Linked DNA regions of Athene noctua: region 2 is linked to region 1. The links are chromatin contacts, called in public Hi-C maps. All regions are on one chromosome and are shown on one strand. Each heading gives the region's core, a stretch centred on a gene start, on an enhancer-like site or on the middle of the called end of the contact. The rest is flanking DNA. Distances are from core to core; before and after follow the strand shown.

Evidence for each region. Hi-C and Micro-C count contacts between places; a contact is called where the count stands out from the background.
Region 2: a Hi-C map of heart shows a contact between it and region 1, with 7 times the contacts expected there. The contact joins the promoter of CAMK1D here to the promoter of OPTN in region 1. A contact is called at or near these places in 2 of 2 Hi-C or Micro-C datasets (heart and liver).

Annotation. Positions count from the first base shown.
Region 1 is chr3:81,070,745-81,075,651 of bAthNoc1.hap1.1, forward strand. OPTN (optineurin) reads right to left here and starts at 2,947. Exons shown (of 14, transcript XM_074903480.1): 1 at 2,818-2,947; 2 at 1,758-1,934. The coding sequence starts at 1,923.
Region 2 is chr3:81,390,110-81,395,371 of bAthNoc1.hap1.1, forward strand. It overlaps CAMK1D (calcium/calmodulin dependent protein kinase ID), which reads right to left and starts at 1,620. Exons shown (of 11, transcript XM_074903490.1): 1 at 1,266-1,620. The coding sequence starts at 1,357.

The DNA.
Region 1 (4,907 bases), core at 1,697-4,196:
CCTGACAATGAAACAGCAGATTTCCACTACGCTGAGCTCAACATTCTTCAGTATCAAATGGGTTAGCAATAACTGGGCATGAAATGTGAACCTACTTCTTGTGTACCTTAAATACCAAACCAGAACTAAACTTATTATAGTCCGTTAGCTCTGTAATAAATAGTGTCAAATCTGCTGCTGAAATCACATGCCCACACTCTCTCACTTCTTGACTTATTCCTAAACCAAGAAGTATAAGCAAGGTACTTGATATCTTGCTGCATGTGCTATTTACATGATCAACCCAAATAAACTACTGAATTGAGATTCTGACACTATTGAGACTTGGTAGGGAAAACAGACATCCTAGACTGGTAAATTACTGCATGAAAACAGATGCTATCAAATCAAATGTCTCAAATATGCCCAACAATGCTCTACTTGAACATTTGGTTAAGATTTGATTGAAAGCAGTGAAAAAATATACCAAACAAGTCACAGCAAAGTCAGTTCCCCCTGGTTGGGAAGCCATGTGTATGTAGAAAAGTCAGTGTGTAACGTCAGTCTCACTACGGAAATGCTTACAAGATTTTTAGGCAGAGTCAGTGAAAGTATTTCAGACTTGATTTTTTTAAAGCAACAAGCTCAAAGCCAGTTGTTTGAAAATCTTTTATACATTTTCCAGTAACTACCATTATGTCCTGATGTCATATTATAAACTGCCAACAAATCCTTCAGGCTATGTAAATAAATGCCGCTCTGGAGAATGATTCTGCAAGGTATGAGTTACAGCAGCTGTAAATAAGGTCCCGAAACATTATCTTATGATATAGGACCTTTTAGCAATATACCAGAGGCACTTCTAGAAACAACTTTTCTGCCAGATACCCATGAGACTCCAAGGCTGAGAACTTGGATCACATCCAAAAATGATTCAGACAGAATTTATACACTAGTGTAAAACCACCGCACACAGGATATGCGACTTTGTGCTCTGCTGCCATATAAACAATGAGGTATCTCTGTCTTTTACACAGAAAATTCCCAATCCCTTGGGTTTTGCTCTATCCATTAAAAAAAAAATATCTGACACCTAAACTCCTGGGATCCAAACTCAAATCTATCTTGCCTGAAAGACTCAAATCATTAGGCATTTTCAGGGAAAACTATCAGTTTCTCCCAGACAGACCATGCCATGGCCACCACTTCATTTTGAAGTACAGAAGGTGCTGACACATCTAACCATTCATAGTCATCGCTACATACAATGCAGAACAGCCTGCTCCAATTCCCCTCTCTGCCCGAGAAGATGCAGCTCCTTTCAGCATCCCAACCCAAACTGTTCTTGGCACTGTGCAATAATACCCACTCCTTCTGATGCAGCTATGGAAAAATGTTAGACTGCCCAAAAGTCCTAAAATACAAACCAAAAAAGCTTTTAGAGGTTGATGAGCAAAGAGAACATCATAGCAAGAGATTTTTCATCTCACCTCCTAAAATACAGTGCTATACTGCTTATATGCATAATTCTAAAGCAAATAAGTCACCCGTACATTGGGCTGTTCTCCCCTCATCTTCCACACCGATTCAATTTGATGTGTCCTGTCAAACTGGCCTCACCACTTGCAGAGTCTCTTACGCAATAAATGCTACCCAGGTATAAAATGTTATCCAGCAAGGGCAAATGAGCACAGAATTCATACTCATAGGACAAAAAAAAGGTCATAGAAGAGACTCAGGGCTTCTGCATTTCAAGACCAGTTCAGATGTACATTCACCTTTTAAGTCATTGTTCTCAGCGATTAGTTCTTTCATCTGTTGTACCATCTCTTCTGGGGTGTAGGTACTAAGGGTAGGGGCTGCCATGCTGTCTGTTCTGTTTTCCATTTTACTCCTAGGATGCTCTCCATTTTCAGTAGGACAGCTCTTCAACTTGCTGGACATCTCTGAAGCATCTGCTATGAGGTTTGCAAAGAGAAAACTCTTCAATTTCTTGCCCAACAGATGTTTATAAAGAAAACATACGCATACCTTCATCCTATTATGACAAGCAAGGCACACATCTTGTCATAACACCCTGGCACCTTCCAGTCCCTCTGACCTCGCTACACCAGAGTCTCCACATCCCATTAACCCCTCCCAGGCCGGCATGAATAAAGCAACTGATCCCCGAGACGCCTCTCGGGCTAATCAACCCTTCCTCGGCAGCGCCTTCCTCTGGGAAGGAGACAAGAAGCACCCCTGTGTCACCCCCTCTCTCCTCTCTCCCTCAGCAGCCCTGGCATGCGCAGCCCGACAGGGTTTCGGGGCGCCGGCAGCTCCCGGCCCCGAGGGGAGCGGGCTCCCACGCCCGCCCGGGCCCTGACGGGGCCTGCGGCGGCGCCGCCGCCTCCCACCGCCCCGCTCGGCCTCAGCGCGCCCCGACGCTGCGTTTCACTCCGAGAGGCCATTTCCGCTGACTTTTAACTTTCATTTTCGCTTTCTTGTCCCTTTTTTTTCCTTCTCCACCGCACACCCGGCACCCCGCCGCGGTAGCGGGGAAGGCTGAGGCCCCCGCCCCTGCCCAGGCACGGCCGCTCCGTCCCGCTGCAGCCCCGCACCCCCCGCCTCTTCCCCGGGCCGGGGCCGGCCTCCGGGAGCCGCAAACCGGCGTTTCCCCGCTTGCCCTTCTCCGGCGCGGCCCGCCCTCCCCGCAGGCCCACCCCGGATCCGCCGAGTCACCGGGCGAGCCCGCCCACGGCGACCGTGAGGGAAACCGCCCGCCGTCCCCCCGCGCCGGGCTCGCCTCAGGGGCAGCCCCCGCCGACCGCGGCCGAGCCTCTCCCCGCTCACTCCCACCTCACGGCGCGCCCATGGCGGCGGCGGCCCGGCTCAGCTGACTGGCCCGTCCCCGCCTCCTCCTTCTCCTCGGGGACTTTCCGAGCTCCGCGCTTCCCGCCCACCGCCCGGTCCGGCAGCGGGGCCAGGCCGCGGGCCTCCCTCCGCCTGCCCGGCCCAGCGCCCCCGCCCTTCCCTCACCACCCCCTCGGTTCCCGCCCTGAGGAGCCCAGCGCCTGCCAGCCCGGCGGGAACGGGCAGAATCCCCCAAGGAGAAGGAAGGTCGCTAGTGGTCAGGGGGTAAAATGGTGGGTCTCCACAGAAGAAAGAAAGACTAGAGGCTATGGTGGAGCGGGGAGCAGCCTCAAGAGGGGCGATTAGGAGAGACTTCTTACCGCATGAGGCCTAAAGGATGAGATCAGGTGGCAGGTGTGAGGTGTACGAAAGGGAATGCTTTTTGCACAGGGCCTAACGATGTTTCAGGCATTATCAAATTCATTAGGATGGGGTTTGCCACGCTATGGGGATGTAGCCCATTAACAGCTGTCAGATGACATGGTTGGATGCAATGTCTGGCCCAGGAAGTCCCTAATTGCCTGGTTCCCAGGGATGGAGGGGTTCATCCTGCACAGTCCCAGTGCTTAGTAACTGTCCTTAGCAAGATGCCAAGCTGGAAGTACCTCAGTGCCAGTTCTTAGGTAATAGGGCCAACTATGATATTGCTGTCAATGGGAAAAATGCCATTTTAACTAAAATGTCAGCTTTCCCTGTGGAAAATACTTCCATTAAACAACTGCATGGCTTGAAAATAAGCTCTTTCGCTTTGAAGATGCTGTTTTGAGATCTAGGAGTTATGAACTGTCTGCTGTTTAATGAAATCGTGCCTTTCTGTGGGACTTGTTTCCCCAGCTCCCCTCCAAGTGCTGCAGCCAGACACTCCTCAGCACGAGGGAGAGGAGAGAGGTGCACAGTGGATGGTAGACACTGTCAGGGAACAATCCTTTTACAGCTGAGGAACTTAAGCGTCCAAACTGAGGGTGCAGGTTACAAATCTCCCTCAAAATAAAACCAGCAATCATTTGGGACCATGTGTGTGCAAAGAACAGATATAATAGCAGATTTATGTGTGCTGAGCCCATAAACCATGTGCTTTGTTCTTCACACTGCTAACAAATGGAATCTGGCTCCTTGTAGGTACACTGAGATCTTCTCTGCTTGAGGGAGTGTGATCTCTGAATTACTGTCATCTCCCATCACTGCATCCATGGCTGGTGTGTTAGACAGGAGTGTATGGGTGTAAGTGGGACAAGAAAGGTAGCTTCTGTGAGAACGAGGAACAGAAATACTAGCAGCTCATCATGGCTTTTTATTTGAGCTCTGAGCTAAGTTTTTGCAAGCTGCAGGACCTTACTGCACATGCAGCAAAGGTAAAAGAAGAGAAAAATCAACCAGCTTCTACTTGTCAGAGGAACTTAAAGCATTTGCTACTTTATTACACTTATGATAGCTGTTCCCACAGTAATCCCAGATCTGTTTTTAGTACTGAGAATTCATTTTTGGGAACAGATCTTATTTAGGCAGCAAATATCCAAGTTTTGGGGGAGCAGTTTAGCACTTCAGTGTGTGCTTCACTGCTGATCAGATCTACGTATCTCACAATTCAGTCTTTTTTTGAAGAGATCCATATGCAGGAACAGAACAATCCTTCCTTGCTTGCAGTTGTAAAATGGAGGAGGGTTGCTTAGAATCAGACATGATGTCTCTGATTCTAGTTGAAATGAAACATTTTGCTTTTTAAAAGCCAAAGAAAAAAATTAAAGCCCATGTAGATAGGGGAGGGCTAGAAATAACCAAAGAGGCCTAGTGAAAAATAAAAAATGAGAGAATTCAAGTTTTTTATGTAAAAGAAATAAATGCTTCTATCTAAGGAACATTAGAGTGTTTGCACAAAACTCTGTTGCTGCGCATCAGTGTTGTGGAAATGCAATGGAGAAAACAACTGTTTGGGGCCACCTATTTTGTTCAGATTTTTTTTTTCACCACATGTGATTAATTTGTTTTGTCTGTTCCGCAGGTCGTGGGTAACACGCAGGAGTGGAGTGTGTTGTCTC
Region 2 (5,262 bases), core at 370-2,869, 320 kb after region 1:
CCCTTCGCTCAGGAAGGGAACCGCACGCCTCAGGTGACAAGCAGGGACACGTCTCTCCCAGTATGAAATTCTGACAGCAGAAACTCGATTAAGGTGACAAGAATACACCGTAACACTTAGCTCTTACGCTGCACTTTGCTTCTTCAAAGACCTGGGCAGACATTAATTTGATTTGCTAAGTCTGTGTTTTTCTGAGGGCTACACTGTCTCCTCATCACAACAGAGTTGCGTGACCCACCTCCATATTAAATGCCCAGCCTGATTCTTACTCGCAGTTTGTTCATGGGAAACCAGTGAGTCCGTGAACCAGAAATACTCTGTTTATAGAGAGCCCTCCCTTGGAAGCAGAAAGAAACTGAAATATTACAGTCAAAACTTGTTCAACCGTATTTTGGAAGTGGCACGCAGAGTATGAGAAGCACTACGTGGGATTAACAACGCTTCGGTTTGAGACATGAGTTGCAATTAAAGCAGGGGCACACAGTAACAAAGAGCCTTCCCCTTACAACTGAACTTTCATTTCAACGTATATACATACAGCAGCCCATACGCTGACTTCCTTCAGCACTCCCGGCCCTCTACCTCTACAATATCCTCTACGAAAAAAATTGTTTTAACAAAAATAAAACTCTCCGCTCAGCCAAAAAAGCATCAGCCTGCACCCCGCTCCCTTGCACCATCTGCGCATGTTTATTCTCAGCCTTCTGAAAAAAAAAAAAAAAAAAAAAAAAGAAAAAAACCTCTAACGTTTTACTAATCTTTATGCCCCGCCACTATAAATAACAGAAATAAACCCCAACAACAGTTAAGCATCGTAGCTAATACACATCCAATCCACTCCGATTATTTCTGCTCGTCTGTCCACGAATAGATGCAGCCATCGGCTTTAGGGGAAAGCGTGCAAGTCAGACCGCATTTATTTACAGTTCACTATCAAGAAAAAGCCTTTCCCCATCTGCTTAGTCTATGAATATTTTAAAACACTTTTTCCCCCCCCCCTTTTTTTTTTTTTTTGAGGTGTGAGGGGGGGGGTGTTAGCCCAGCTCCTGCCCCACAGTTATATTTTTCTCCGTGTTTCCAGATCGCCCCGACTTCTTGCTCGGATGGATGAGCGGGGCGCGGAGCAGCACCGAAGGGTGCACACGCGAAAATACACACACAGACACAGACACGCACACGCACCCACCCGCGGAGCGACCCGCGCATCCCCGCGGGGAAGGGACAGCGCCGCCCCCCCACCCCCCCGGCCGCTCCCCGCCACCTACGTCCCCAGCGTCTCCTTGAACTCGAAGATCTTCTTGATGTCCTCCGCTTGCTTCTTCCAGGAGCCGCCACCGTCCCCGTTCTCCCGGGCCATGGCCGCGGCGCTCAGCCCCGCGCAGCCCCGCGCAGCCCCGCGGATCCCGGGCCGGGCGGCACCGAGCCGGCGTGCGGCTTTTGCTTTCTCTTCTGCCGCGGCAGCAGCAGCTGCTCTTTCTTCTTCTTCCTCCTTCTCCTCCTTCTCCCCTTCTTCTTCCTCCTCCTCCTCCTCCTCACACTTCCTGCCCGCCGCCGCTTTTATTTCCTCCGCGCTCCGGCGGGCTCCGCGAGTGTCACTTTTCCTGGGCTATTTCCTCCCAACTTTCTCTGCCCCCCCCCCCCTTCCCTCCTTTCCCCTCCTCCGCGCCCCCCCGCGGAGTCACTCGCGGGGCTGCCCTGTCCTTCCCTCCTTCCGCGCTCCGCGCAGCAGCTGCGCGCACCCTTGTCTTGGGGTCACTTTGGTCCTTGACAGACCCTCCCCGCGAAAAAGTCCCTTTTTTTCGTTGGGTTTTTTGTTTTCTAGGTTTGGGGTTTTTGGTTGGGGTTTTTTTGAGGGAGGTCACTGTCTCTTCCCCCCCCCCCTCCCCGCCCGCCCGTCAACCCCACCCGTGCGGGGCGTGCGGGGCCCCGTGGGATGCTCAGCCTCCCGGGCGCGGTGCGGTGCGGAGCGGTGCGGCCCCGCCGGCACCGCGGGCGCAGCGGCTGTGCGCGGTTGTTATGGCAATGGGAGGAGGAGGAGGAGGAGGAGGAGGAGGAGGAGGAGGAAGAGGAGGAGGAGGGAGGAGAAGGAGGCAGCCCCGCCGCTGCTCTGTTGCCTGGCGCTGCCCCTCCTGACTGAATGACTGGAGATAATTCGCATTGCACCAAAACCGCGCACGTCAAACGGGAGGGGAGGGAAAGCAAAGAGGGAGAAAAAAAAAAAAAAAAAAAAGGGAAAGCAGAGGAAAAAAAAATTAAAAAGCCACACCACACCTCCGGGCTGCCTGGCCGGGCGCTGCGCGGGGCTGCGCGGGGCTGCGCGGGGGCAGTGGTGCCCACCTTCCACACACACACACACACACGCACACAGTCCTGGGATGCCAAAACTCGCCTCTTGGGCAGGACCACCCTTACCCAGCACAGCTCTTGGCACACCCGGCCAAGCGAGGGGCACCCAAACCCCAGGGTCACCCCCTTGAGCAGCACCAAGCCCAGAGGCAGGTGGATGGGCAGCGCAGAGCCTCAGCGAGAGGCCCACGCCCCGGCACCGTGCTCATCCCACCAGCACAGCGGTCCAAGATGGGCACAGCACTGGCCTGGCACCCACACACGTGTGGCCCTGCTGAGATTATTGCTAAAACCAGTATTTTCTCAGCAACACTGAGACCTCTAGCGTTGTCGCATTGGGCATCGGCTGAGTGCTGATGTGGGGCGATGGGCAGGATTCATCAGAGACATCAGAGAAAATTATAGTCTAGACTAACGGAGATACGTTTATAGTTAGTATCTCTGGGCTTCAGTTTCAGAATGTGTAAGACACTAAAAATGTGCAATTCTTTTGGGACACACAAGTTAGGTGACTAAATCAGAGGCCTCATTGCCAGCAGGTACAGGCACACTTGTGCCTCGGGGGCAGATCCAAACCTGATCATCAAATTAAGTACCTGGAAATAAATCCTAATACAAGCAGCTAAATAACAATTACTTAAAAGCAGATGGGATTGTATGCACATAGCTGTTTAACACGCATTATGTCCCTTAACAGACTCCTTAAAATTCTACTTCTGAAGCTGATTTTTCCAGATTTCTCATAATTTCTGAGCAGAATTTATAAGGTATCAGCCTGTGAGGCTTTCCCTGGGTCTGGACTGAGTTGTGTCTCCCAGCTCAAAGGGGATGTGGTAGAGGTGGGAATTCAAAGATGCTTCAAGGTGTAAACTTGGAAAACAGGTTGGGGTGTTTGGGCAATGCTACCCTCTGCTGGGCAGAGCCACTCGGCTTTGCGTGTGACTGCTCCAGCAATTTATTACTGAACCTCTCTAATCTGATGCTTTGGTGGCTGTTCAGCCACATGGGCACCCCAAAGAGCATGGGATTTCCTATGATGGGTGCTTACGTGCTGTCATGGTGTGTACTTTGAACAGCTTTCCTTCTGCTCCTGACTTATTCCCATGCTCTCGCTACCCTCAGGATTTCCTTTACTGCATGATCCTTACTGCTCCCTGGTAGTGTCACCAGGAGTCCCCAGGCAGGCTCTCCATCCCAGAAGATGTGACTGACCTAACCAGATGCACTTGACACCCAAACCCAACTTTCCCTTCAATCCGCACTGCTGTGAAATTTCCTCTTTTTTCACGTGTAAATCACTTGGCATCAGAAATGCCATGCTGTGATTTGGGTTTGCTGAATGGGGCTACCAAACATAAGCTCCTGTCTTCAGGAGAAGACAGAGAGAGTTTGAGGCCAGAAAGGACAAGTGTGATCATCTGCCCTGACCTCCAGCACAACGGAAGCCAAAGTGCTTCATCCATCCAGAAGACAAACACCATAACTTATCTTGGAGTTATGGCATACCAAAACCATCCACCACTATTATTTATGAAGTTGCGTTGGTCCCTACAGCATCACGTTAAAATCAGACTGCACAGACAGCATCGCCCACTTCTCCATTCCCGCTTTCAGCAGGCAAAAATTGTACTTAAAATTGCTCAAATCCTCAAGTATGCAATTTCTCAGCATCAAAATTGCATAAGGTAAAGGTATATGTCAGCCTGTAAATCTAAGTTCTCTTTTCTTCATTTAACCTGCACCTTAAGCATCACATGAATGTGCCTTTTTTTTTTTTTTTGTGATAAAATAACTCACATTTCAAGTAACTGGTAATATAGAAATCTCTAGAGCCATTACAGTTTTAATGAGAAGTGTACAAGATGATCCTATTAGACAGGGACCACTGGCACAATAGACCGTAACAGCCCCTTCAGAGTCATTACAGTCTGTCATGTCAGGCTGAATTTAGGGAGTCTGTAATCTTGCTTGACTGACAAGCTCCTGCAGAGCTATTGTAGCTATTTGAAGAACAAGTATTTTTTAAAAATGAAAATCTTACGTGAAAAGTTCTCTCTGGAGTGGCTGCGTACAGCAGGGCATGCTGCAGCTATGTGCCTCTGTACGGTTGTATTCAAAGTTTAATTACATACAACTAGATTACCAGAACATTAATAGAGTTGTAAAATGAAGCACGCATAAATGCCAGAACTAAGACTGCCAATGAAACATCAATTCAGGCCTTTTCTGTAGCTGCACAGTGGCAAATCTCTCATTACCTGGGCATGCTCCGCAGCTCTGCCAAGGGTTCATTTCAGAAAAAGGCTAATGAGCAGACGTGGTTGATGTGTGTTTGAAATGGCTACACATGTGCACCCAGTCACTCTGTGCAACAAAGCCCCAAGCCCTTATATTGGAGATGGACAATTTCCAAGGTTTTTTTAAAGCCTCTTATGGAAATATCAGAAATTTAGGGGAGAAATTAAAAATCAACTTCTATATGAGATATTTGATTTCAGAATAAAGTGCTAGGATTTTTGTATTAATATTTAAAACTATATTTTTACCACTTTGGTCCTTCCAAATGATGTTGGGGTTGCTCACATATGGTCGGGCTGCGCTCGGCGACACTCACTGCTGGCCCTTAATATGGGCACTGTGCAAAATACATTATAATAAGTGTGAATAAAGGAGTCACATCTGCTTTCCAAACACTTTCATTTGCAACCTGCTTTTCTTCTGCTTAAATACTATAATATTGAATCTCTTTCCCAACATTGTTTCTGAGTCATACAATATAATCTTCCTTTTCAATTACAAATCAGCACTATTGATGTTTTCCTGCAAGAACGGCAGAAATGTGCCTGTTGCTTGGCTGCCCAGGCCCAATCCTAACAGACAAGCACCCGCGTGTCCGTGTCCACGCTTAGGGTTAAA